Regions from separate parts of the Mus musculus genome. Here region 2 is linked to region 1. Evidence: chromatin contacts called from public promoter capture Hi-C data. All regions are on one chromosome and are shown on one strand. The core of a region is the stretch at or near the end of the contact, and the rest is flanking DNA. Distances in the headings are between cores, read along the strand shown. Region 1 overlaps Srgap2 (SLIT-ROBO Rho GTPase activating protein 2). Region 2 overlaps Ctse (cathepsin E).

Region 1 (6,568 bases), core at 1,487-3,986:
TTTGTGGTTTAGCTTTCTTCAGCTCAGGCTTGTCCCAGATCACTGAAAGTTAATGTCATGACTCAACCAACCTTCTGTTCTCTCCTTCTCCCACCTACCTAGAGTTGAGTATATGTGAATTTACTGCTGGTACAGCACTCCAGATTTTTGACTCCTGGCTGCTCCATTGGCCTGGAAAGCTTGCTATGTAGTGACTTCTAACCACAGGAACCCTCAGAGAATCATAGCAGGCAGTATTATTATTGTTGTTGAATTTTGTTGTTATGGCATTCCCCAGACAAACCAGAAAACAGAACGGAATTCTCTAACTTGTGGACATTCTCATTTTTATGAAACATCATTTGGTTAACTCTTATCATTGTTTTTTATGAATCTTCTTCTGTCTAACCACCTTAGTGCCCTGCATGGTGTGCTAACCAGTGAACTAGGGAGCAAGAACTAAGGAATCTTACCCAGGTTTTGACATTGTAATCTCAGCTTCCTTCCTGTTACAGTCAGTCACCTTGATATGGTCAGATCTACCCCAAGACCACTTCCCTTCTTGTCAGACCTTGAGATGTCTGTGGTGTGCTTATGTGCCTTCTCCTTCCCACAGCAATGTTGTGACCTAGGCTACCATGCTAGCCTGAACCGGGCTCTACGCACTTTCCTATCTGCTGAATTAAATCTGGAACAGTCAAAACATGAAGGTCTGGATGCTATTGAAAATGCAGTAGAAAACCTAGATGCCACCAGTGACAAGCAACGGCTCATGGAGATGTACAACAATGTTTTTTGCCCCCCTATGAAATTTGAATTCCAGCCCCACATGGGAGATATGGTAAGGCCATTCCCTATATTGTACATTTCCCCCAAAGGGACTTGAATGTACTAGAGTGTGGGAACTAAAAGGGGGTGTGAGGAAAGAGGAGGGAGGGAGGATAGCCCACGTCTGGCCATAGTTCCTCCTATGCTCTGGACAGGCAGACGTGGGAGGGCTGCCAGATGCTTTCCACTTGGCCCCGGGTGGGCATCTAACCCACTGGCCCCACTGGACTGGGGATGAACAAGGGGAGGGGGTGAGGGAGAGGGTAGAGGGAGAGAGGTTCCCACACAGGTGAGAGTAAGCGCAGCAGGCCTTGATGAACAGAGACAGTCCGGTGGTTTTAGAGTTTTATTGTAGAAAGGCAGGGAGAAAGGAGAGAAGGTAAAAGAGAGAGAGAGAGAGAGAGAGAGAGAGAGAGAGAGAGAGAGAGAGAGAGAGAGACCAGCCATGGCCAAGAGGAGAGAAGGGGGAAAATGAGAGAGAGAAGAAAGGCTAGAGAGGAAGAAGAAGAGAGTGAGAGGAAAGGAGAGGAGAGGAGAGGACAAGGAGAGAGTAAGAGTAAGGGGAGTAAGAGCAAGAAAGCAAGAGAGTGAGGAGGGGCCAAACAGCCCCTCTTATGGTATGCTGTTATCTTTACTGTTGCTAGGTAACTGGGGAGGAGTTTAGCCTGAAGGTCAGAAGCTTGGGACTGAGACATTGCCTATGAGACTACTAACCATGCTTCTTCTGTGGGGTCTGAGGGGATGGTAACTTCGACAGGAGCCTTGAGTCCAGGAGATATGAGAGAACTCCTTCCGTCCCATGTAGGTGAATTATCACCACCTGGTCCTAGGGTTCAGACCTCAACTCGACTGGAAACCAGACTGTCTGTGTGTAGCCCAATACCCCACACTAGAGTTGTATATAGTTTTATTACATCTGAAGGAGAGGGTGTTTCCTGTCAGATAAACTGTTCTATTCTTTCAGACCCTGTAGTATATCTCTTTGATTTTAACTGATATGCTTATCCTTGAGCCTAGGTTCATGTTCCATCTAATCCAGCTGTCCTGAGCTGTAGGGTGGATGGTTCTCCCAGAGAATATTCCACCCTGTCCCAAGTAGCTGTGTCCTAGAGACCTGACTGGGGTGACCAGGGAATGAAGAAAAGCAGGCACATGTACAGAAAAGCTGGGGTCGGGTAGGTTCTGCTAGCTTGGATGGAGAGTATGGCATTGGTCCTTGACATGACCATGCCCTTGTCAACAATACACATTCATTCAGGACTTCATCCACTCTTTTAGACTCTCTCAAAAGCTACCTCAGCTCCCCACAGTAGTTAGTGAGACCACAAGGAGTAGATGAGAGGACACCACAAATCTGCAAGGTACTCTTGCCAGGAGTAGTGCTTGCCTGGATTAGAATCTAGACTCTTTAGAAACCTTGCTCTAGCCTGATAATCAATAGTATGCTAATCAGACAGTTTACTGTCATAGACTGACCACAGTGGAGTGGTACTTCTCTGTTTTATATATAAAATATGAAGTGGTTTCTCTCCTCTTCTTCTTGGGGAAAACCTAACCCATTACAGTTTGTTTCCATTGCTGTGGCTGAGTAGATGTCAGCATCTAGACCGATGGAAAACTAAGACAGCATCGTGTTACAGTTAGGAGGGGGCATCACCAACCTCCAGGAAGCCCCATTCCTCACCTGCTTTGATTTCTGTTTATAGTTGTCTTCTAAACCCATTCTCCAGCTGCCATTGAGATTCCTTCCTCTGAATAAATGGAACTTGGGACTATCTGAGTGGATTGGTTGATTTTCTGGTGTTATCTGAGTTCTCTTCTGAGCCAAACAGCATGTCTCCATAAATGGGAATCCAAATGATGGGTACTCAGTCCCCCTCCTTGCCCAGTCAGAACCACATTTCCATACTCTAAAGCACAGATGGAGTGCATTACCTTGCATCCTGGCTAGAGATCACTGACAAAGCATGCATCAGCAGCTTTGCTGCTCCTTAAAGAAACAGGATTGGAGACATTTTTTTTTCTCTAATTCTTCCATTCTAGGCCAGGGTGACTTTAAAAAATAATAGTTCATTCTTTTGCCCAGTATGTGATACAGCTGATTCATGGCTTGGCCAGAAAAGGGGCCAGAATTTCCCATTCTGGCTTAGAGATGAGATGTCAAGTTATTCTTGCATCCTGCTAACAGGCATTCTGCCTCATTGTGGGATATTTGTAGGCAGAAGAAAGGAGCTGCCTGGAAGTCCTTTAAATGGGGCCAAAGTTCAGGTAGCATTTTAATGGAAGCTCTGGAATTAGCTACACTGGTGTTCTCGGACTGCAGATATGGCAGATGGCAGCTGCTCTTGGATGCACTAGGACTTGGTGCCTGTTTCAACTCTTGGTGCACCCAGAGGTTTGAGGGCACTGGATGCACAACTGGTGACATCAGGGCCAGAAACAGAAATTTCATTCTTGGCAGTAACCCATCTGGCCAACAAGCTTTCTCCATTATGTCTACTTCTAAAAGCCATAGTGAAATCAGCTCCAAATCTTGAACAAGCCTCTCAGATGAAGAAGAGATCAAATCAGTTGGAATCTTAAATACCAAAGGGGAAAAAGGTCAATTTCCAGTCTCCTCCATTTAAAGAGAAGTTTTATTTTTTTTTGAGTAAGAGAGTGGTTTACAAATATATGAATATACTCAGTCTTTGCTGAGGATAACAGAGCCAAATTCTATCCATATGTCTCTTCTGGTAAGAGCTAAAGGACACTTGATAATAAAGTGACAGGCACTTCCTCCACATGGGTCCTATCCTTCACTTCCTAGCCTTCTGCCTGTCATCCGTCATCCAGGAGATCGGATTACCTCATACCATAGCCTCACCTTTATCTATAGACTCTACGTCAGCTGTTCCTTCACAGAAGATAGAGTTGGTTAATTGGGGATGGGGGTACAGGGGATCTCACACCTAGTGGGATACAATGATGGCTATTTAAAGATATCAAGTTCCTCCTGTCAGATCTCATGCCCTCTGGGGCTCTCTAACTTGAGCTTATGAACTTGCTCCCAAATTCACATAAACTCTTTCCCATTGGCTCAAAGCTCTCGTGCATGACCCAGATTTATAAACATACATGCTGCCAGCAGCAGCAAGTTAGCTTCTTGGCCCACTTCTCTCCTGCTTTTTAACTCTAGTGTATGAAGTGGGAGGAGGGAAGAGCCAGAGAGGTGACCACTTGGACCTTTGGCAGGAACTTCACTGTGCCAAAGTGTTGGGTTTCTGAACCAAGGGCTTCTTGAAACACTCTTGTCTAGCCTCCTCAGAATTCCCTGAATCAGCAGCTGCTGCTAGACCTACCCTGCCAACCACCTGCCTGCCTTTGAGTTACAAAGAGAGAAACAGTCTTTCCAAATAGATTCTCCTCCCCTTTCACATATCCTTTGGTCTAGAAGTTCACATGCATACTTTTTTTTTTTTTTTTTTTGCTCATAGAAACTGCAAGCCTTCCAGTAGTTGGGATGCAATACAATGTAAATTGTTTTGAGCAGTAGTGAGAACTCTGGAGTCCTCAAAAGATATATGTCCTCTTCCTGACCTTCTGTTGCTTTTTCTGACAGGCCTCTCAACTCTGTGCCCAGCAGCCTGTCCAGAGTGAGCTGGTGCAGAGATGCCAACAGCTGCAGTCTCGCTTATCCACTTTGAAGATTGAGAATGAAGAGGTGTGTTTCCTTCCTAGGAAGCTCGGAGCCACTGTTTCCTTGTTGAACTACTTATGGCTGTCCATCAGGGGCAAGTAGAAGGAGCATGCAGAGAATGTCCAGGCTATTGCAGAGATTTCCTGGCCAAATAGAGGCTAGCGCTTTCCCTGCTGCTACATCCTGCCCTTGAAATTCAGGAAGTTGTTCGTACATTGCCAAAGGTTGTGCTCTATTTTAGGCTTTTACAAAATGCCCCTCCCCACTACACATTTAATCAAAGTGGCACTTGGCCACTGTGGGAACAATATCAAGTCTCTGAAATGACCCACTCATGACTGGCTTTTTCCAGCATTTTCAAAAAGAAACCTTTTGACTTTGACACTTCAGACATCTCTCTCCTCTTACAGGAGGGTGACTTTTTTTTTTCTAAACACAGAATATTTTCTTTTAATATCCAGTTTAAAAAGGCAATTTTTAAAAGTTTAAAAACAATCCAGTTTAAAAAGGTAATCCAGGTTTCCATTGAGCTCAGATGGCTTTTTCTTGTATTTTAGTAAGTCTTAATTTTACTAAGAAGTAGGGTTGGGTCACTTAGTTTGCAAATAGGAAAGCAAACCCATTCATTGATTGAAGGTCACGAAACAGTGCCAGGAACATTGAAGGACAGGATCTATCACATATTTTCATCAGCTCCAGTATGTTGGAAATACTGTTTTGCAATTATGTTATTCTGTTTCCCTTTGCACTTTCATTATAATAAAGAAATAGGTTAAAAACACTGGTTGCTCTTGCAGAGGACGCAGGCTTGGCTTCAGCACCTGCATGGTGGCTCACAGCCATCCCTACCTTTAATTCCAGCAACTCCAACCCCCTCTTCTGGCCTCCACAGGAACCAGGCATCACATGACACACTCACATGCAGGCAAAACATCTACACATACGATAAGTCTCTTTGAAGAAAGTAAACATTACATAAAAGGTACACAGCAGAGAAAGAGTGGAGTTTAGGTGTTTGCTGGAGAGAGCAGTGAGCTGAAACTGGGTTCCTGTGATGTTCATCACTCAATCACTCAGTACTGTTCAGTGAGAAGTGCAGCTGTGATCTGCTGGCATCCTTCCTTCCTACCCCTCTCTTGGGAAGAGAGACATTCCTCCTCTCAAGCTCCTCCTAGTTGCTCTATCACCTGCCATTTTAAAGCCTGCTTCTCATGATTATTTTGGCCATTATGGTTATAGGTGAAAAAGACAATGGAGGCCACCCTGCAGACCATTCAAGACATTGTGACTGTTGAGGATTTTGATGTATCTGACTGCTTCCAGTATAGCAATTCCATGGAGTCTGTCAAATCAACTGTCTCTGAAACATTCATGAGCAAGCCCAGCATTGCTAAGAGGAGAGCGAACCAGCAAGAGACGGAACAGTTTTATTTCACGGTAAGGGCACTCTTTGGCCTTATAAGAACATCAGTAGACACTGACGCCCACAGGAGCTTTGGAATCAAGAGTTTTTGCCAACTGTCTGAAAAGCAAGCTTTAAATGCACAAGATTTGAGCCTGGCATACTTGGACACCACCTTGACACTTAAAGCAAAAACATCTACAAGTTCTATGTGTCTTCTGGGGCCCTCAAAGAAAGGGATGCTCCTAAAGAAATCACTTAGAAAAAAATCAGGGAAACTTTTAACCAGCTAGTATAGAAGCCCTCTCACTCACAAGAGATCATGGCAAGGGAATTAAGTTTATTGGTTTTTGAGAACTATATTCAAATATCTTTGCCAATATGTATATTGTTTTAAGAAATTTAAAGTCTCTCCTAAGTGATTTGAATACATTATCATATAAGTTCCATTATTAGGAAGTTATTTTTTCTAATTATTGGTGAAAGTTAAAGAGACTTAAATGAGCAACTTGGTGGGTTTGTAGAGAATTCTAGAGCAGTATATTTTATTCATTTCTCTCAGATCTCCTTTTAGATGAGTAGATGTGTATCTATGTGTGTCTGTGTGTACAAAAGTTAATAGTTTTTGTTTGTTTGTGTTTGTTTGTTTGGTTTGGTTTGGTTTTTCAAGACAGGGTTTC
Region 2 (6,568 bases), core at 1,838-4,337, 310 kb before region 1:
GATCTGGCTCTGGGGTTTGTATGGAAGGGAGTGAGGAGGCAAGGGAGGAGCCGAGACTGGAGCAAGTCTGTGTTGGTGTACCAGGGCTGCCATAACAATGTACCACAAGTCAGTGGCTTAAGCAGCATCTACTGTCTCATGATCCTAGAGGTTGGAAAGTCAAGTTTTCTTACCATCAACCCCACCCTGTGATTTTCCTTCTTCAACTTTCCTGACTTAAGAGAGGTAGGGGTGACAGGACGGAAAACCTTCTTGCCCCATCTTCTTAGTCAATGGCTTCTGAGCTGGGATGGGAACACCAGTCCCCCCAGGGAGCTCTGGTAATAAAATAATGGGGTGCCTGGGTTAGGGTTATCGCTGTCTGTGCCAGTTAGTGTTATGGCAAAGTGCCTGCACCTTGCCTTTTATCTCTGATGCCAGAGAAGCCAAAATTGGGTCTGAAGCCAGGCCGAACCTGTTGTGAGATCCAAATTATTGAAGAAACACCCAAAAAAGGAGGGAAATGCAAAACTGACTTTCCTTGTCCCCAAAGCCACCACACCTCTCTAGCATTTACGTTTCCTGGGAGCCCATCCTCTGACTGCCCACAAGGGTGAGGGGCCTGTCTGCTCCCTGAAGAACAGCACGCTGGAGGGGGGCTCGTCACTTGTCCAGAACCAAGCTCTGTCATGGTTGCTCACAGTTGCCTGACCAGACACCTCAGCAACAGCATCTGGGTTTTTAGGAAGGTTAAGTGCAAAAAACAAGGAATGTGGACACACTGAAAACACTTTAACACATCCCATGGTCAGGATACGGTCACTGAGAAAACCTTGGGCTGGAAGAGTGCCTCCAGGTCCTCAAGACCAATCCACTTGCACAGCAGATGGGAACATGGTCAGCGAGAGCTCAAGTGATCTCCAATGGCACAGGTCATTAGGGCTGGGCTAGGGTGACCCAGGCTTCTTAACTGCTAGTCCAGGGCTCTTTCTGCATACATCACTGAGCTATTGATGCCAGCATACCTAAGCCTCTCCTTCTCCATCTCTGACCTTGCCCCATCTGTTTATTAAATGTGTAGGGTTAGGTTAGACCATGTTTAAATGAGACCTGGGCAACTATGAGTTACTTGACCCTGAGGAGGAAGACTCAGTCTGCCTGTCTGTTAATAGGGTCTGCTGAGCTTGGGAAAGTCTGAGAAAGATTGATAGCAGGCCTGTAGGGACTTTTATCAGAGCTGATGGGCTCTGTCCTTTCTGGAAACACCAGGAACCTCACCTAACCTGGCTCACTGGATCCTCCCAGACTGAAACGGAAAACTACTGTGGACCATTGTTAAGGATGGTGCGAGCCATTTCTGGATCAAAAGCCCCTAAGCATTTGAGGGTCTATGTGTGTGTGAGACCTCTGGGAAAAATCATAGAGAACATTAGAAATTGGCACATGGGGCAAAGGACACAATGTAGGCAGCCATCCAGTCTCAGCACGTGCAAAGGAGCCTCGACAAGAGGGCTCTCCAGGAATGGCTGGCTGCATGCAGAGGTTTGACAGTTCCCAGAATGTGGGGAAGCTGTTGGTGGTGACACGTGACATTACCTAATTAGCTTCTCTTTTTATAGTTTCAGATTGACAAGGATAAAATAATGACAGGGGCAGCTGCACAGTGCTATATGGGAGTCAGCTGGTCTGGTGTGGGATACATGCTGGCTCCTTATGGCAGGGAGCTACACTCCAGGAGCCCCTGTCTCCATCTCTGGCAATAGCATCAGCTCAAAATGACCCTGACAAGGAGTTAAGAAAATGTCCTAACCTCTTTCTGCTCAGAGCCGAGGGATAAAGGAAAATCCACTGTGCAGTAGGTGGCAAGGCATAGAGAGACTGGCCCAGGATGCTTGGATCCACCTAGTTTTGCCCTAACTGACCACCTGGCCATAAAGCAATTTCTTTCAGAACTTCATGTCCTCATGTCTAAAATGAAGAGGTTAAATTGAATAATGAGAACAAGAGACAGTGGGGAGGGCGTAGCTGTGTCTCAGATGCTATGTTAAAGGACTTAGAAGTATTTCTTCAGACCTCACGCCAATCCTTCGAGGATATTTAAAGCCGTTTCACACGTGAGGAAATGGAGACCCAGGATGGCTCCCGTGCCAGTGCTGTAACCCCATTCCAAACCCAGGTTGGCCTAACTTTAAAGCTGATGTTCCTAACCATGGCACTGTACTAAAGGATCCAGAGTAGGGGTTCTTAACCCCTTTAGGAGCCATACATCTGCATATCAGATATTTACGTTGTAATTCATAACACCATGATTTCTAACAGCAGGAAAATTACAATTATGAAATGATAATGAAAAAGAATTTTATGGTTGGGGGTCACCACAACACAAGAAACTATATTAAGGGGTCCCAACATTAGGGAGGTTGAGAACCACTCTTCTAGAGGGTCTTATGTTCTAGAACCCCTTTCTGAAAGAGGGAGATAGAGAAGCTAAAGAAAGAGGGAGAGATTAATTTCTGCCATGGCAGATGTTTTGCAAGGTTGGAAGAATAAAAGGTATGTACAGGGCCTGGTGTGGTAACAAATGTTCTCATTCACGTTCATAAAGATGTGCTTGTTCTTTGAGACATGGTCTCACTGCATACCCAAGGTACCCAGTATGTGTCTCCTCATTATGTGTTTTTAAAACTATTCTTTGTCTTGCCTTCAATAAAATGCTCAGGAAGACTCACTACTGTATTTCTTGTAGGTGCAAAAATTACATCTGCAAACCTCTCTGAATTATGAAAAAAGCAAAACTACTCCTTCATCTGTCTAATGCAGAAACAGAGAACTTGGCAGGAAACACATTTTTTGCACAGCTTTGTTTTCTTTGTTTTTTTTTCCCAAGACGCCCATTCTCGTGCAACTGGAAATCAGAAGACTCTGACCTCCCCAGCATCTCCCCATGTCACGAACTCAGTCAATTTGAGTTATTACTACAACCACCACCAGTTGTATTCTGGGACATTGGTTTTTAGACCAGAAATTGAGCAGCGTCGCCAGTAGAGGGCGCAGGCACCATGGAGGTTTCCTGCCCGATGCTTCCGCGACCTGCCAGCACGCGCATGCGTGCCATCCTTCTTGCACAGTGACTTACAGGCTTGAATGTAGACAAAGCAGCGTTTGAGTCCTACCAAACGGCTTGTGATTTTTTTTTTTTTTTTGAGTTTCAGATTCTTCAGTTATAAAAGAGGAAGTGTGTGCAGGACATGGTGGAGCACCCCTGTGGATCTGCTGCAAGTATGAGGGCAGTCTGGTTTACATAGCAAGCTGCAGGCCAGCCAGAGTTACACAGTGAGATGCTATCTGAGTCAGGGAGGGAGGGCCATCTACAGGAGAAAATCACATTCAAAAGAGCGATTAAGATTATGTCTGTTTCAAGATGCTGAGACAGGCATCTGATTAGATTCAACAAACTCCCCTGTGGAAAAGCCTCCAAATGGAGGTCTTGGCAGACATCGGTTATTTATTTACAGGCTGGGGTGCATAATCTCGCTTATCTAATTTCAGAAAAAGGATCACTGAGGCCCCTCTATTTTTCAGTAGGCACAATTCAGGTGTAGGTATCTCAGCGTTGTCTAACTAACCTTAAACATCAAGGTAACCATAGGCTTATGTATTTAAATGTCTGGTCCCCAGCTGGCAGATTTTTTAGGGAGGATTAAGTGTGGCTTTGTTGAAGGAGGTGTGTCACTGGGGGGTGGGAGTGGGCTTTGAGTTTTCACTTCAAAGTCAAATCAGTGAGGTGCAATAAGGCAAGTTGTGCCCTCTGAGTGAACTTTTGGGAAAAAAATTATTTACCTTCTTATGTTTATGCATAGTTGGGCATACATATGATTAACATTAGATGCATTATGGGAAGAGACACGCATAGTGAGCAAAGGCTTTATGTAATTGAAGCTGTCAATCAAAATTATCTGACATACCCCTTAGTAAACAGAGTCCTCTTCCTTCATCCCGTAAAGGAAGTACTCACTTGTTCACCTAGATAGCTTACGGTCATTCTTTTTAAAATTCATGTATTTATTTATTTATTTATTCATTTATTCATTTATTTATTAGTGTGTGTGTGTGTGTGTGTGTGTGTGTGTATGTGTGTACGTGTGTCTGTGTGTTTGTGTGTGATGTCCATATATGCCTTAGCTTGCTTGTAGACGTCTGGCTTGAGGAAGTTGGATTTTTCCTTCCACTATGTGGGTAGCAAGGATCAAACTCAAGTCATCAATAAGGCTTGGCAGCAAGCACCTTTAAGCGCTGAGCCATCTTGCCAGCCCCTGTAATTCCAGTACCTGGGGGCAGGTATCTTTAATAGATCATCTGGGCTACCAGGTGTGCCTGTGCAATGTTGTTAAGATAAATATATCTCCAAGGCATTGTTTGCTCTACTTTTTCAAATGAAGAAACTGATGTTCAGAAAACTCCAGTAGCCATACCACTAGAGGGTCCAAACGCAAACATGTGGCTCCGTTTTGCATTTGAGTCTGCACTGCCTCTCCCGCTATTGGTACATCTGCTATGCCTGCATCTGGATTGGGAAGAAGAACCTAAAGTGTCGAAGAGTTTGAGACGGTGGGGAAGCAGCTAGTTGGGGTCTGAGAGCACTGGCTCACCTTCTAGTCCTGCACCATCCCTAGCTTACTAAGCCTGGGACAAATAACTTCCCACCTCTGGAGACAAAAAAAAACCTTTACAATTTGTGGTCGTACTGTTGAGTGGGGAATCACATTTGGTCCCTAATTCTTTACCACTAGAATTAGAGAAAGTTTTTCTCAATAAGAATATGTTAAACAATAACAAAAAACGATGTGGTAGGGTATATGAGGTAGCCAAATAGGTGAAAGTTATTGCTGCTTAGCCCGAGGACCTGAGTTCAGTTCCCAGGTCCTACATAGCGCAAAGAGGGAACTGATTCCCTCAAATTACCCTCTGACCTCCACACAAGCACTGTGGCATGGGTGTGTACTACCCCTTCTCCCAATAAATAAATTTTATAAACAGCAGCAACCTGGTGTTGTGAGCTGGTAGTCCAGCTATTTGAGGAGCTGAGACAGGAATATAGAAAGATCAAGGCCTGCTGGTTACTTAATCGGACCCTGTATCCAAATGAAAAATGGAAAGGTGGGGTTGGGACTACAGTTCAGTGGTTGGGTACTTACCAAGCATGCCCAAGGCCCCAGGTTCGATCCCTAGCACCAAAAAATGAAAATCAGGTACCCAAACCTGAAAACCTGCTGTTTCTTCATGTCCCTAATGTTGTAGAATGTGTTTGGCACTACATTCTGGGTAGCATGATTCGTGTTACATGGTGGGCAGAAAACCTCAAGTTCATTAGGGGCTTCTGATAGCTGCTTACTCAGGAGGCGGCTTCCAGATGGATTCTTGCTGGAATGCCCTTAAAAGCTGTGATCTGGGTTTTGACAACTGACAAGTAGAACAACTCGAGAGCCCTGCTATCTGCTGAGAAGCCTGGCACAGGGTCGGCCTGCTTACTGAACCTGCCAGGTAGCTGCTTCATTAAAGTGGCATCCAAGTGGGTGGCCCTTGGGGCCCCTCTTCATGGCTTTGATGGCCTGTTCCCTCTTTAGAGTACACCAAGTTCAGCAGGGTGTTTTACAGCTGCAGCAGACTCAAAGGCTGAGCCCTTACACCTGTTCCCCATTGCGGACCACACCCATGTTTCTTTACGTATCTGCTGGTGGCTACTAAGAAGGGCCATAGGGATAAAATTTCCAAATGTGTTACAATTTCTTGTTCCAGATCTCTGGAGGGTAAATTTAAATATCCCAAAGTCATTATTTCTTCTCAATGAGTTTTATGTCAAGTAAAGATGATTTTGGTCAATTAGGCCAAGTTACAGATTCAGTCACTACTAATCTTTTGGGTTTGAAGAGTTTGTTGTTGTTGTTTGTTTAATGTACCTGTCTACATGTGAGTTCTGGAACAGCCAGGGCTATGTAGAGAAACTGTGTTTCAAGAATAAGTAAATAAATAAATAAAAATAAAATAGAAAATGAAAATTAAAGTGGGCTAGGGAACACATCTTTTATGTTTCTCCCTTTGATCCCTGGTTCTCATGTGGGGTAGGAAAAGGGTTGGAATCCACTGTTTGCAAAGCTCTGGAAATCTGTCTGTTAGCATTTCTATCAGTAGCTGGTGCGTGCCTGCTGCTCAGTGCTTACCCAAAGGTAGTCTAGAGCCGTGTCTAGCACCGTACAGCTGAAAGCAAGAGTGGAAATTGTTGTATGAAGACAAAGCCCCTGGGCTGAAGAGCAACTGAGAACTCAGGACACAAGCTCAGCCCTGAGCACCTATGTCGGCCAAGTGCCTGTAACTCCAGGTCCAAGGGATTAGTGCCCCGTCCTGACCTTCACAGGCACACAGGTGGTGCACATACACACACACACACACACACACACACACACACACACATACATACATACATACATACAACACGCACACTATAAAATAAATAAATCTAAATTAAAAAAATATAACCTCAAAGGTAACAGTTTGGGTCAATATAACAGAATCAAAGGTCTTTTTATTTTGC

The links. Capture Hi-C pulls out chosen DNA fragments and counts their contacts.
Region 2: a promoter capture Hi-C map of adipose tissue shows a contact between it and region 1. The contact joins two enhancer-like sites. A contact is called at or near these places in 1 of 484 Hi-C or Micro-C datasets (cardiomyocytes) and 3 of 9 other capture datasets (adipose tissue, liver and pancreatic islet).

What each region holds. Positions count from the first base shown.
Region 1 is chr1:131,343,704-131,350,271 of GRCm38.p6, reverse strand. Srgap2 (SLIT-ROBO Rho GTPase activating protein 2) reads left to right here. Exons shown (of 23, transcript NM_001081011.2): 8 at 596-820; 9 at 4,409-4,510; 10 at 5,726-5,923. All of the region lies in intron 1 of Gm51644 (a long non-coding RNA gene), which reads right to left. Among named protein-coding and RNA genes, the nearest start is that of Ikbke, 67 kb to the right of the region's middle. Within about 2 kb of position 2,736, at least 35 of the 459 cell types and tissues checked have an H3K27ac peak or open chromatin away from gene starts, as enhancers often do. A contact at or near this core is called in adipose tissue, where this site is marked.
Region 2 is chr1:131,654,745-131,661,312 of GRCm38.p6, reverse strand. All of the region lies in intron 1 of Ctse (cathepsin E), which reads right to left. Among named protein-coding and RNA genes, the nearest start is that of Ctse, 20 kb to the right of the region's middle. Within about 2 kb of position 3,087, at least 181 of the 459 cell types and tissues checked have an H3K27ac peak or open chromatin away from gene starts, as enhancers often do. A contact at or near this core is called in adipose tissue, where this site is marked.